2 separate regions of the Lactuca sativa genome follow, and region 1 is linked to region 2. The links are chromatin contacts, called in public Hi-C maps. All regions are on one chromosome and are shown on one strand. The core of a region is the stretch at or near the end of the contact, and the rest is flanking DNA. Distances in the headings are between cores, read along the strand shown. Region 1 holds the start of LOC111905759 (enolase 1, chloroplastic). Region 2 holds the start of LOC111915640.

The links. A called contact is a pair of places that touch in the nucleus more often than the background predicts.
Region 1: a Hi-C map of leaf shows a contact between it and region 2, with 4 times the contacts expected there. The contact joins the promoter of LOC111905759 here to the promoter of LOC111915640 in region 2. A contact is called at or near these places in 2 of 4 Hi-C or Micro-C datasets (bud and leaf).

The regions. Positions count from the first base shown.
Region 1 is chr5:56,700,645-56,703,344 of Lsat_Salinas_v11, forward strand. It overlaps LOC111905759 (enolase 1, chloroplastic), which reads right to left and starts at 1,406. Exons shown (of 7, transcript XM_023901501.3): 1 at 779-1,406; 2 at 296-603; 3 at 65-219. The coding sequence starts at 1,209.
Region 2 is chr5:56,266,099-56,268,798 of Lsat_Salinas_v11, forward strand. LOC111915640 reads left to right here and starts at 1,440. Exons shown (of 6, transcript XM_023911280.3): 1 at 1,440-1,959; 2 at 2,063-2,205; 3 at 2,344-2,487; 4 at 2,674-2,700. The coding sequence starts at 1,755.

The DNA of each region.
Region 1 (2,700 bases), core at 156-2,655, 430 kb after region 2:
TGCAAATTTCCTTCTTTAGAAAAGGTGAATAAGGTGGAACATGGAGGGTATTAATGTCATTTACCTTTCCGGTGTAACCAGCTTTTTCAATTGCATCAATGAGCAACACGAGTCCTTCCCTGTTATCCTGAACATTGGGAGCAAATCCACCTTCATCTCCAACATTGCATGCATCTTGTCCATACTTTGCTTTGATGATTCCCTTTAGTGTGTGATAAACTGTATTCATATTCATACGTTAGAATGCTAATATACGAATAATATTGTATGACTTTTTTGGGGGGAATATGCTGACCTTCACTACCCATTTGCAGAGCTTCAGCAAACGAAGATGCACCTACTGGAAGTATCATGAATTCTTGCATTGCTAGATTATTTCCAGCATGGCTGCCTCCATTGATGACATTAAATGCTGGAACTGGCATAACAAGCTCTTTCGTTCCTGATATCTCCTGAATGTGCTTGTACAAAGGTATACCTTTTGCTCCTGCACCAGCTCGACATACACTAAGAGAAACTCCAAGGATCGCATTAGCTCCAAGTTTAGACTTGTTTGGAGTTCCATCAATCTCTAGCATGATGGCATCAAAATCAGCTTGATTCCTTGATGTAGAAAAAAATGGAGAGAAACTTCAATGATCTCAACTTTAGTAAAAGGAAGCTTAATTAGGGCTATATGTACACTGTAATTGATCATAGAATTTGCAAATTTGAGGAATTAATCGTTTTTTAGAGCTATATGTACACTGTAATGAGCATGTGAGAAATAAACTCTCACCTGACATCAACACCGATGAGCTTCGGTCCCAAAACCTCGTTGATATTCTTAACAGCATTAAGAACTCCTTTGCCACCATAGACGTTCTTATCACCGTCTCTGAGCTCCAACGCCTCGTAAATTCCAGTGGATGCTCCACTAGGGACAGCTGATCGGTAAAGATCATCAGTAACGAGATCAACCTCCACCGTCGGATTTCCCCTGCTGTCAATGATCTGCCTCGCCTTCACCGATTTGACAGTGGATGATTTAGTCGACGAAATGGACGGTGGCTGAGCAATCGTAACGGAGTTGCGAACAACGAACTGCCTACGAGATTTATGGGAGGTGTTCGGTAGGTTAACAAGCGGAGTAGTTGATGATGACGATATTGAGGGTTTGGAAGAGAAGAAGGATTTTGAGAGTGAGGTGGCGTGAGGTGCTAATGCCATTGTAAGAAGCTGGAAGTCTAGAGAAAGTGAGAGAATCGAGAAATGGTGTAAGGAAGCAGGAAGGATGGGTATATGAGTATATCAATGGAGGATGAATATGGGAAGTCCGCCGTTGGGGGCGGCGATCGCAAGAGTGTTTTTTTTAAGTCTTAACGGCTTTTGGTGTTAGTTGTTAGGTGGCGATCTTGGGTCTGAAAAGCCAAAAGCGAACCAACCTGTATAAAATACTCTCCCACTCACGTGGAAATAGTTTTATTTTTTATTAAGATTGTATCTGATTTTAGAGTAAATTACATGAATGGTCCCTATGGTTTTGGGTAATTTACGAGTTTGGTCTCTAACTTATTTTTTTAATTCAGAAAGTCTCTGCCGTTTGTTTTTGTTACGCGTTTGGTCTATGTCTTACCTAACAAGACTATTATTTAAATAGAAAAAAATAGTAGAGTAGGTAAGGTAAAATAAAGGGAGTGCAGTTGGGGGTGTCTTTATTTAAATAAATAAATAATCAAGGAAAAAATAGTTTTTTTAGGTAAGACAGGGACCAAGCGTGTAACAAAAACAAACAGTAGGGATCTTCCGAGTTAAAAAAATAAGTTAGAGACCAAACGTGCAAATTACCCTAAACCATAAGGACCATTTGTATAATTTACTCATGATTTTATTATTTAATTTTAGGAAAAACCTTAGAAAAACATATTTTCATCAAATGTTTAGAAAAAACACTATATTCTTTTATGTTAAAATCTTTATATTTTTTAAAATGTCTAATTTAAGGTTTTAAATCTAGTAAACCCTAAATAACAAAAAAAAAATGTTGTGTAATCGATTCTCAACTGGTTACAATCCATTAGATTAAAAATTTTCAAAAAAAATATAAGGGTTTTGATGTGCTAGAAGAATAATATAGTGGTTTTTTTAATGCTTAGATGAAAATAGATCGAGTTTTGCTAAGGTCAAAAAGACTTAAATAATACTTTCAGAATATATAAGGGTTTTAATGCATTAAAAAATAATATAGTGGTTTTTTTAAGCATTTGATAAAAATATGTTGGGTTTTTCTAAAGTTTTCCCTTAATTTTATATAGAAAGATTGAAAGAATACATTATTGTTTATAATTTTTTTTAATTAAAAATGTTTATCAAATTAGGATTATTATTTAGAGGGTGTTTGGGATTTCAAATTTCAAAACAACTTATTAACTTATTGGTTTTTTGAAAAGTCAATAAGTCATAAAAAGTCTTTGGCAAAACGAAAAAGACTTTTAAAAACAATTTCTCCTTAACCCTTTAAAAATGAGATTTTAAGAAGTTAGAATTTGTAATTTTTCTAAATTCCTTATGACTTTTTGAGTTGTAAAAGTCAATATTATCTTAAAATACCATTAAGTTAAGACAAACATTTTTTAAAAAAAATAGCTTATTGATTTATTAATTTTTTCCCACCACAAAAATCTAATTCAAATGTTTTTCTAAAAACTTCTTTTTTTACCA
Region 2 (2,700 bases), core at 190-2,689:
TAGTTTTTGATCTTAAACATGTTATGATGATAATCTTTCATTTTGGATTTAAACAACTAAACCACTAAAGATGACATTAACATGAATTTTTTTGTGTATGCTTTGATCTTTAATTTATTGTGGTCTAATTTGTGTAACATGAGATTCTGGATTTTTTTTTCAACTAAACAACTAAAGTAGTAAACATATACTATGATCACAATAGAATGATTTCATAAAACTAAAATTCAACATAAACATCACAAATAGACCATCAAGACAATAACAATTAAAAGGATGGCTTTTACACTAATCCAACTTAGTAACCAACTCTAAATTTATGCAGAAATAATATATTTTGGTAGATTTTCCAAAAAAATAATGTACAATGCTAGTAAAAAAAAAAAAATCCTACGGGTTTACCTCCTCATCAGCAATGACAATGAAAATATGATATGAGTCACCACTAGGGATGAGATTTAGAACCGGAAAACCGGACCGGAATCGGAACCGTTAGAACCGGAATATATAGAATCGGGTCCGGTTCCGGGTTTAAAAATTAGTTTTATCCGGGTTCCGGGTAATCCGGGTTTGGGTCCATCGGGTCCGGGTAAACCGGGTCTAGAAATCGGAACCGGTTTTTGGAACCGGAACCACTTTTAGGGCCGAAACCGGTTTTTATGAAACGTTTAAAAAATGCATATTTTATTCGTTTCAACTTCAATTGACATACGGTTTTTTCTAACATGTAGTTTAGAGTTTGTACATGATTCTAGACTATAAATTTTTCATTTTTAGTTTTATATTCATTGACTTACAGTCCTCCAAAGTCGAGATATCAAAGCTGGAAGTTTTTAGTTTTTCAGTTTTTTTGTATTCGGTGAAAGTTTTAAAACATACATATAGAATGAATAAATCCGCCACAACTAACCGGTAACCATCACTGTTCATTTATCTAAATAATGGTAAAAACATTTAGGGGGTGTTTGAGATTGCATTTTGAAGTCTAAAAATGATTTTGGAAAATAAATATTTATTGACATTATGGTTTTGATAAAATTAGTTTTTTTTTTTTAATGTTTAAATTAGTTTTTATGATTGCAAAAACATTTTAATTGTAAAATGACTAAAAAATTCATGGAAAGAATAGAGAGAAGGAAAAGATAAGGTTAGAGTGTTCATTACAGTAATATTATCATTTTCAATTTAAAAAGCCAAATTCATTAAAAAAGATAAGATTAAAAACCTCTATCTTCAAGTATGTTAAAATGTCATTTAAAAAGCATTTAAGAGCATGTCGAGCTATAATTGGACTTTTTAAAAATCTAATAAATCAATAACATATTTTGATAAAAAAAATAATCTAAAACAACCTTTAAACTTAAATAACGTGAAAAAGATTATCTAAAAAACACCCTAATCCAATTATTTTATTAGGTGAAAAATCTTGTCGAATATTTGTGATAATCTGAAAGAACACCCTAATCATCTTTATTAGTTTTTCACATCAATTTTCTTTTTTAGTTTTTCACCTAGTTAACCCTTCCCATTCAACAAGAATTGATCAATCGCCATGATTGTGTGAATTCTACTCGATTTACAATCAGCTCCAGATATCCCATGATCTGTTCTTATGTCAACACACAGAAACCCACGAACTCCTTAATATCGAAGATTCATTCCTTCCGGCAATCTTTTCGGGGAGTACAGACAGAGGGAGAGGGGTTTGCTCTTTACGGGAGAGCATCGCCATTTACCAATAACTGAGCTAGGAAATGGGGTGTTCTTTTTCAGGATTAAACGCCCTATACGACGCCGTTAACGGAGGCGCTGATGTTTGGATCAACGACAACCGCTTCAAGATCGTCCGCCAGCTCGGCGAGGGTGGTTTTGCCTACGTCTTCCTTGTTAGGGAGGCCTTCACCGACGCTTCCGGCGGTGGCGTCTCTAAGAAGTTCAAAGACCCCTCTCACATCGCCGGTAAATACAAATCCCACAATCTGAGATTCCATTTCTAGGGTTTCAAAGTATCCGCATTGCATTCGTTGATTTCGTTATAGTTACGAATTAATTTGATCCCCAGAGGATGGAACGTATGCGATGAAGAAAGTTTTGATTCAGAATAATGATCAGCTGGAGTTGGTGAAGGAAGAGATCCGTGTATCCGCCTTGTTTAGCCACCCAAATCTGCTGCCATTGTTGGATCATGCCATTATTCCAGTAAAGGTAGCTTACTTCTATACGCAATCAGATCTATGATCATATAAAATCATCGACTTTTTTCATTCACTTTATGAAAATCTGTTGAGTGTGATCGAACAAATAAAATGTTATCCATTAACATGATTCTGTTTTGTTGGACAGGCCACACCGGAACAACCTTGGACACATGAAGCATACCTGTTGTTTCCAGTTCATCTGGATGGGACTTTGTTGGACAATTCAACAACAATGAAATCTAAAAAACAATTTTTTTCTACATCTGATGTTCTTCATATTTTCCGACAGGTAACCAGCAACCGTTATGCATCTAGAATTCTCACTCTCTGTTTTTTGTAAATATAAAAAACTGTAATTTTTGTCCATTGCAATGCAAATACAGTACAATCTGTTCTGTCCTGTCCTATCCTGTCAGTACAACCTGTTCTGTCCTGTCAGGGTCTAAGGGGTCTAATTGTAGGATTTGGGTTGCAGTTGTGTGCAGGACTGAAGCATTTGCAT